2 separate regions of the Hordeum vulgare genome follow, and region 2 is linked to region 1. The links are chromatin contacts, called in public Hi-C maps. All regions are on one chromosome and are shown on one strand. Each heading gives the region's core, a stretch centred on a gene start, on an enhancer-like site or on the middle of the called end of the contact. The rest is flanking DNA. Distances are from core to core; before and after follow the strand shown.

Region 1 (4,320 bases), core at 5-2,504:
ACTCAAACAGCCTATATGCCGCAATCTCTCCAACATCGACATTATTATGCATGGCACAAGCAGCGAGTAGAGCTCCCCATGCAGTAGCACAAGGTTCCATAGGCATCTTCTTTATAAGCCCGATAGCTTCTTCAATGGCTCCAGCACGCCCCAAGAGGTCCACCATACACGCATAGTGCTCAGCAGTGGGCTCTACACCATGAACCTTCCTCATTGACTCAAAGATCATCCGGCCATCAGTCACGAGCCCTGAATGGCTGCAACTTGAAAGGACAGATGTGAAGGTGATACAGTTCGGCTTCAGTCTCTGAGATAACATCTCCTTGTACACACGCAATGCCTCTTTTCCCTTCCCATGGACACCATAGCAAGATATCAGTGTCGACCAGGTCACCACATTCCTCTCCTGCATGCCTGCAAACACTGCTTGTGACGCGTCCACTTGCCCGCACTTTGCATACATGTCGATCAACGCGTTCCCAATTGGGACATCCAAGTCGAATGCAAGGCTTCGCACCATCCTACCATGTATTTCTCTCCCCTTCATCATCTCTCCTTCCTTTCCGCAGACATTTAGCACGCTCGGCACGGCCCGCAGATCGCTCGCCATGTTCACCGCCTCCACTTGAGCCCTTCTGAAGAGCTCAAGGGTTTTGGCTGCCATTCCAGCCCTTGCATAAGCAGTTAGCATGCAATTCCACACAACAGAGTCTCTTTCTGGCATCTCGTCGAACACCCTCGCAGCATTGACCAGGAGACCAGCCTTGGCGTACATGTCAAGAAGTGCGCTGGAGACAACAACATTGGAGAGGAACCCTAATTGGACGGTAAATCCGTGGAGTGCGGCGCCAAGAAGTGGGTCCTGGAGCTCGGCGCACGCCCGGAGCGCCGCAGGGACAGCATAGCAGTCAGGGCGGAAACCGGCGTCGAGGAGGCCCGAGAGTAGTTCAAGAGCTAAGAGGGGCGGGGAGGCGGCCAGGAGGATGTTGTACGCGTGCATGGACGGAGAACGCATCGCGTCGAACACCTTGCGGGCGCTGGAGAGGGCAGCGCAGCGACAATAGAGCAGGACCAGGTCCGTCTCGAGGGTGGCTTGGGGTAGGTGGCCACCGACGAGAGCCTGTGCGTGGAGCTTCCCGCCGGCGATTAGATCCTTGGCGGCGGCGCAGCGCCGAACGAGGTCGGAGAGACGGCCGGCGTTAGGCGGCGGCATCTTGGAGGCCGCCGCTTTGAGGTGTACACTACTTCGGGTTTTTGTGTGTGTAGCAGGCGGTCGGGCAAGGCTTCTATGCGTTTGTTTTTGTCAATCTTTACCTAATCTTTTGTCGGAAAACCCGTCATGTTGCAAAAAATCCCTCATTTTTTCAGTTAATCAACCCGCAGTCTTTTTTAAGTGAGGAAAACGTTTCGTTCATGAATTTGCAAGTAAGTCCTTATAGTTTACGGTATTCGATCCATAGTCCCTTTTTAAAGTTGAGCTGGAGGTTTGAGTGTGGCTGCGATGCACACGACGTCGGATGCGACGGTGATCTTCGCCAGATCCGGTCGAGGAGGCGCAGCAGGGGACGGATCCATATTCGGGGATGGCGTGGAGGTGATCTAGGAGGCGCGGGAGGAGGTCCAGTGGCGGGGCTTGAACTCCAAGTTCATGGCCGCGGCGCTCCTCGTTGGATCCAGGAGCGGTCGCGGGCGCCGCGACGGAGGATGCGGTGGCGGCGGCGAGCTCGCACCGGAGGGAGGAGCCTGCGCCGGTGGGGAGGCAGAGGCGGACTGCGGCCACGAATTCGGGAGCGATCGCGGGCGCCGCGTAGGAGGCGGTGGCGACGGTGAGCTCGCACCGAACGGCGGCCCACATGGTGCGGCGTGGCCCGGCAGACGATCCTGCGCTGGTGGAAAGGCAGGGGGAGGATGGGCGGCGTCAACGCCATCGTGGTCGGACTTGGCTTGGCGGCGACGCCCTAAAATCTCCCCACCTCCACGCACTCGCCGCGCCCTGCCGCCGTGGTCGTCGTCAACCTCGCCGAAGAAGAGATCGTCGTTGCCCGAGAAGGTGACGAGCGCGCTGCTGCTGGGCTCGTTCGTGGCGCTGGTGTTCCGGTCGTCGGAGCAGCAGGGCGAGATCGAGGAGCTGGAGGCCCGCAAGTCCTCCCTCCGCGCCGCCAACTCCGCAATGTCCTCCACCATGTGGGTCTGGAGGGAGGAGCTCTTCAAGCTCTCCGCCATGCCCTCCCTGCCCATCACCGTTGCTCCCCTCCGCCACATCTACGGCGAGGAGGACCTCGCCATCCCCGCGCTCAAGCCGTCAGGTATGCACCTCGCTGCTGCTTTCCCGTGATACTGCGCGATGGTATACTGATTCTCTCTGCCATGGCTGCAGATTTGTCATTTCTCAAAACAAAACAGAAAAAACTTCAGATTTATCACTTCCAAAACCAAAAGAACTTCAGATTTATCACTACATTTATGGGGCTGATGCTAGGTTGAATCTGAAGTCAAAGCTGAAGCCATGTTTTAGCTTGTAGATCGTTAATCGGTCAATGCTTTGTTCATATTGATTCTGAAGCATGTTAAACATGCGTTTATTCGTGTATCGGATAGTGTATTTACACAGATTGTGGCATCGCACTCTATATTTGGAGGTGCTGTGTGGTAGGCACCAAAAGGGGTTTGAGGATATTTTGAAGGTGATGTGTTCATTTTAGGAGTTCAGGGCAGACGGATACTTGTAGTTTTCTTTGTCCATGCTATCATTTGATTGGATTTACATGTTGGTTTGACATCGTAGTCCATTAAGGTTTCATTCTCCATCATGAAACAATAGTAGCTCGAAATGCTAGAAGAGATGCTTCGTTGTATGCAGTGCGTAGGTTATGTACTAATATGCAAAATGAACCTTTTGAACTTATAATTTTAGGCCGATTCGGGTTTCGTCATATATATATCTCATTATATTATGTCCAAGTTCGCATGCCTTTGTTTAATTGATAGACAAAAAAGGGTACTAGGTAAAAGCACTTACATATTGATCCTCAGCATATAGCACAAAAAAGAAAATATCCCCACCTCTTCCCGTATATTTAATCAGATCGGTTTAAATATATTCGCGAGTAATCAAGGTATGATGTTGCATACGTGTCGTGTGAAAGAAAATTGCGGGCTATAAAAGGAATTGCCCCCTATTAGAGGGAGGATTGTTACGAGAAATTATTATGGAATGTAAGGATGGAAGGAATTGTGAGTCAGAGAAAAATATTATCATTGCACAGTTCATTATATTTATGAGCAACTCTTTCGACCATTTCGTTTTTATATATCGGTGTGTCTATTTTTATATACGGATACAAAGATTTAGAAAAATATTCAGTCATGTTTCAAATATTCGAAAATTGACAATCTAACCCAATGCAACGCACGGGCACTTTTACTAGTGATAATGATGAGAGCATGTCTAACAGAACAGACCCCGTATAAAACCACGACTCATAAAATAATCGTTAAAATATGGGTTGATGTAAAAAATGTTGCCCGATTAGACCCCTCAAACGCGTTCGATCCATAAAAAAAATAAAGGACGCGGCAAAGTCCCCTCCCGACCCGCGAAAACACATGTTTCCCCCTCGCCCCTATGGTGTCTCGTATCTCAGGAAAGCGGTTGACGGGAGGGACATTTCAGCCCGCGCCCTTTCCCCACCCTCTTCCGCCGCCCGCCCGCCATTGGTTCTGCCCGTCCGCCGTCGGCGATTCCGGCCAAATCTACAGGCGGAATCGCGTCGCGGGGGCGCCCCTGCCCTCTTCCGCCGAGCTGCTGCACCCGCTCCCCGGATCTGCCAATCCACCGTGGCCGGAGAGCCACCGCTGGAGATGGAATTGAGCCCGTGCGAGAAGTTTTTGCTCAACGATTCATCTGATTCGGATGAATCGGATGTTGAGACGGTGCTTCTCACCTTTCGCGAGCAGACTTTGGTAATGGCCCTTGCCGTGAAGGAGCATGAAGACGAGAATCGAAAGAGGCGGCAAGGATCGACCGTCGGTCGTCTTTTGCATTCCTCGAAATCGCCATATCGGGAACGAGATGTTGATGCAAGACTACTTCACGGACAATCCAACATATCCGCCACACCTTTTTCAAAGAAGGTACCGTATGCGTCGATCCCTCTTTGTGAAAATTGTTCAATCTTGCAAGGCCAATTGTCGTTATTTTACTCAAAGAAGAAATGTCGCGGGCTTGAAGGGATTCGGTGCATATCAAACAATCTCGACAGCTATGCGGGTAATTGCATACGGCATTCCGGCTGACTATGCCGATGAGTATCTTCGCAT
Region 2 (5,058 bases), core at 2,388-4,887, 370 kb after region 1:
AGCGAGGCGTCCGCCGGCGAGGAGCTGCACCACTCGGACTACCCCTACAGGAACCCTACTGTCGACGGGAGGTGAAAGATGGGAAGGAGAAGAGGTGGCGGCGGCGGACTGGGGAGAGGAGGAACCCTAGGAGGAGGGGGGAGGCATGGACGCCCGGGTTATAAGGGCCCCCTCGACGTTGGCGTCCTCACGGCGTCAACAGGAGTACTCACAGACTGACGGGAAAACTGCAGGGAAAAGCCACGGCGTGAGAGGAGGAAGGAGCGTCGGGTCTGGGCCTCTACTCGCGAGGGAGGAGTAGCTGGGCCACTCCTTGCGCGGGAACCAGCCCAACTTGGCGAAATATAATGGATGAGCTCCTCCCTAAGCAGTTTCCTTTTTGACAGGAATACAAGAGAAGAAAGAAATGCCCAAGGTGTAACACATGACAAAAAAAAACACAAGAACCTCACTTGACTTGGAAAACCAAACCTTACTTTATAAAAATCAGAACAAGAATTTAAGGGCATTTAGACATTTTACAAAACAGCAATATCTTGATCTGTTTTGTGAATATATATGCCCCTATAAACACCCATACAAACCAGCAACTTACACTCTCATCCACCACAATTCCAGCTAAAACATGGGCATTATTTTTAAAGGAAAGAAAGAGGTGAATTTTTTTCATATAGGGAAAAATAGAGGGGGGGAGAAGGTGGTTGGTTTTGAAAGGGAAAAAAAATATAAACGAGCACTTGCTAACACATGCTACACTCCACACAAGGCACACAACACATGATCACATGAAATATAACACCCACTACTCACCCCTAGTAAGAGCATATGCAAGCATGATCCTGACATACAAACATAGGCATGGCAAGGGATGATATGTAGTGCATGCATGCAAGGGAAGTAAGCACTAGGGAACACACATGAAATCATGGCACAAAATAATAACATCACTATCTCTGACAAGGTGGCCCCACAAGGAAGGTTACAAAAAGGGAAAGACCTACACTTGGGGCATTACACAGGCGCTCCTCCGCCATGGCTCCATCGGTTCCTCTGCCGCGGGAAGCTCCTTCGCCTATGTCTCGAGCTCATGGATGCTTTTCATGCCGATCAAAAGAGAGCTAGAAGACCTCTCATCGCTCCGTGCAGTGAATAGGGAGCCGCAGGCGGAGATGGAGTTGCGGGGCGTCATCGAACCGGAGGATTACCCCCCCCCCCCCCCGGCGAAGGCGGATGTCATGGAGGCCACCATCGTTGCATGCTCTGCGCGGGAGGAGGAGGAGGATCAACGCTATCGACGAGACGCCGACATCGACAGAATCTTCCTCGCGCAAGGGATCGCGACGATGCAGGAGTTCGCAGCCAACATGGAAGAGCGGTGCCGTATAGCCGAGAAGCGGGATGAGGTCTATGTCGACCTCGTTTCTGACAACGAGGACTGAGCTCCTCCGTCGCCGCAGCGTTGCCGCCGCAACCCTCGGGCTCCGGTGAGCCCAATTTTGTAATTAGGGTTATAGTGATGCGTGCTCCTTCAAATATTAGTTGTAGAAATTCTACTATGTATGACTTTTTAAGATGATCAAGTGCTAGTAGTTTTACTGAACTAGTTTAATTTCTCGTGTGAATGTATGCTTTCAAATTTTACGGGTTCATATTTTCGCCCGTATCCAAAGATAACCGCTATGTGTAAACGGGTTATAAGGGTTTGTGATATAAATGGTCTATTAGAGATGCTATAACTTTATGTCATGCATTAGTGTCCTATTTTACATGATATGTTGGAGTTGAGTGTTTTTGCTGATGTAGAAAACATTCTTTTAATAATGTATACTTTGACGAATAAAATACGCCATACATGGTTTAAGAGTGATGAAAAGTGTGAATCAACCTGTGTTTGGATGGTTAGAGAGACTCACATCCTCAGCTTATCAGATTCAAATCTTGATGCTCGCATTTGTTTCTGCATTTATTTTAGAATTTCCGATGACGCGCATTCAGTGGAATGGGACGTTTCCGTCGATGATGAGGTGTCTATGATAACTTCGTAAATTTCAAACCCGATTAATCTCTTAAAGATGTTCATAGAGATAGGATATACGTATGTTCATTTATAAAGATATACCTAATAATAAAGCGGCTATTGCTTCGGTCGGAAAACCTACCGTGGTATTTTTATAAAAAAGCCTCTTAATTTTTGTTATTCAACCCGCGCTTCATTATTTATCTGGAACGCAAAAGAAAAAACGATTCACTGTAAAAATTATACCCGTACGCATCGCCTCCTCCCGTCGACTCTGGGCCACCCTGGCCTGTGCCCAGGCCGCCGCCACACCACTCGTCGCCGCGGCCGACCTCAACCGCCATCCTTGCCGATCTCAAACCCACCCGCCTCCACGGCCGTACCTCTCCCCACTCACTGCCCCCGTTGCGGTGCTCGAGAGCATCGCGTCGACCCTGGTCCACCCTGGCCTGTGCCCAGGCCGCTGCCACACCACTCGCCGCCACGGCCGACCTCAACCATCAATGCTGTCGATCTCAATCCATCCGCCTCCACGGCCGTACCTCTCCCCACTCACTGCCCCCGTTGCGGCGCTCGAGAGCATTGCGTCGACCCTGGTCCACCCTGGCATGTGCCCAGGCCGCTGCCACACCACTCGCCGCCGCGGCCGACCTCAACCACCACAGTTGTCGATCTCAACCCACCCGCCTCCATGGTCGTACCTCTGCCCGCTTGCTGCCCCCGTTTCGGCGCTCGAGCACAGCTTCTGGATCAAATCAACGCGACAACTACAGTGACTTGGGATGATGCGTCTGCTCGATGCAGAACGACGGCAGCACGGTGGAGCGAAGTACTTGCAGGTGGAGGCGGGCCTCCATGGCTCACATGGGGAACTCCGAGGTTATGGCGCGGCAACGGCGACTCCTTATGGCCAGATAAAGGCGCCTAACCCTTGCTCCCCTCATCGTATCCCCTCCTCCGGCAGGAACTCATCATCTGGTGAGATCCCATCCCCATGCCTCCAACCGTGTGCCAAGCACCGGCAAGAAATTTTGTTTTGTGGAGATTTGTTTGCTGATGAATGAATGTATTGAATGTAAGATTGTATTGTTGTAGAGACAGAGAATGGAACACCACCTTCAGTTTGTTATCTGATCCCACATCCTCTACCCCATGAGTGAAATAAGATAACCGTACATTGATCAATTCACGTAGCCTCTTTGTTTTGCTTTGCTTGTCCCGCTCAATTTCTCATCATGGTGGAATTAACAATGGACGGGTTGATTTCTAAAATAGGATAGGACTGACTACATTAGTTAGTTAGCTTATTATTTTAATAAATCAAAATAATTATAAAAAGATTAAAACGTGTGGTATTTTTTTCTCCTGTTGCAACGCACGATCCTTTTGCTAGTAAAGATAAATATAAGCATTTGTACATAAGTGCTTGCCTTTATATTGTGTTTAGAAGAAAGATGGAAGGTTTTGCTTTTTCCCTTCTTCCACATCCGCGTGGCCTCTCGAATCCGAAACAATTTTCGTGGCACACACCTGTGTGAGTCCATGCGTGCCCCGCTGTACCCGCCGCCCACGATCCCACGCCATGGGCCCCGACACCCCGCAACGAGGAGCGAGCGAGACAAACCGCGGCCGCATTACAGCTTCCAGGTGGAGGCATGAGCCCCGGTTTCGGCGCCACGCCGCCCGCCCCTGGTTTCCTCCCCAAGAAGAACAGGGACGCAGCCAGGCAGCCAGCCAGACGTGGCGAAACCGCACCCTCCCTCGCTTTAGGACCCATATATAGCCCGGCCTCCCCACACTCGGTTCCCCCACACGGATTTTTGATCCTGTGAAGTGAGAGATCAGTTCTCGATTTCGATTCCGGGCTCACAGAATTTTTCGATTCAAGGCGACGCGAAGCGACAGAGAAAGATGGCGACGGCCGGCAAGGTGATCAAGTGCAAAGGTCCGTGCCTCATCCTCCTCTCCCCCCTCCCGGCATTCCCTAGGCCTCACTGGAAGCCGTTCTGACGCCCTTTCCCTGGATCTGTCCGCGGTCGCAGCCGCGGTGGCGTGGGAGGCCGGGAAGCCGCTGACCATGGAGGAGGTGGAGGTGGCGCCGCCGCAGGCCATGGAGGTGCGCGTCAAGATCCTCTTCACCTCCCTCTGCCACACCGACGTCTACTTCTGGGAGGCCAAGGTACGCATGCCGGCCACCGGCTGTTACACTTGCTTCCGGCCAGTAATTATGTTCGCCCGTCGATTTTGTGGTTGACTTGCGCCTCCGTGGCCTCTGTTGCTCAGGGGCAGACCCCCATGTTCCCTCGGATCTTCGGCCATGAAGCTGGAGGGTATGTTTCTCAAGTCTCAACCACCTTCCTTGATGAACTACTACTACTACTACTACTCTGTCTATGCATGTTTACAATGATGTTAATACGTTCAGTTCATGCTCTCCTCTAGGATTTCCAGATTTCAGCCTGTGCTAATTGTTTGTTGACAGAGAATAGGTCGACCACAGAACTGAAAACATGCGAAGCAATCATAAGAACTGTGCTACCTGTGTAAACTATTACTGAATAATTGCCGTTGTCTGAATCGTAGTGGCGTCACTGTCGTTGAATCTTGATAGAGTAACTGTGGAGACACAGGTCAATATCGTAAATTGGTACTAGGATTCTCAAACAAGTGAAGATACATCAGGAGTTTGTTCCATGTTGCTTTAGTTGACTTCCTATATCTATCCATCTCTTTATTTATCTGAGGTGCTCGGACATGAAGTCCTTTTATATAGATTTTCTGGTCCAATTTATATGTTGCACGTCCCCTAAACTTATTTCTCATGTGAAGATACATCAGGAGTTTGTTCCATGTTGCTTTAGTTGACTTGCCATATCCATCTCTTTATTTATCTGAGGTGTCTCGGACATGAAGTCCTTTTATATGGTATTTCTGGTCAAATTTATCTGCTGCACGTCTCCTGAACTTATTTATGTTCACAGCATAGTGGAGAGTGTTGGAGAGGGCGTGACTGATGTTGCCCCTGGTGACCACGTCCTCCC

What was found. A called contact is a pair of places that touch in the nucleus more often than the background predicts.
Region 2: a contact with region 1 is called in a Hi-C map of seedling, with 3 times the contacts expected there. The contact joins the promoter of LOC123447887 here to the promoter of LOC123447883 in region 1. A contact is called at or near these places in 1 of 6 Hi-C or Micro-C datasets (seedling) and 1 of 1 datasets of contacts at active chromatin or transcription factors (embryo).

Annotation. Positions count from the first base shown.
Region 1 is chr4H:62,690,024-62,694,343 of MorexV3_pseudomolecules_assembly, forward strand. It overlaps LOC123447883 (pentatricopeptide repeat-containing protein At3g12770-like), which reads right to left and starts at 1,255. Exons shown (of 2, transcript XM_045124597.1): 1 at 1-1,255. The coding sequence starts at 1,213.
Region 2 is chr4H:63,058,599-63,063,656 of MorexV3_pseudomolecules_assembly, forward strand. It overlaps LOC123447887 (alcohol dehydrogenase 1), which reads left to right and starts at 3,638. Exons shown (of 10, transcript XM_045124602.1): 1 at 3,638-3,962; 2 at 4,060-4,196; 3 at 4,301-4,347; 4 at 4,999-5,058. The coding sequence starts at 3,929.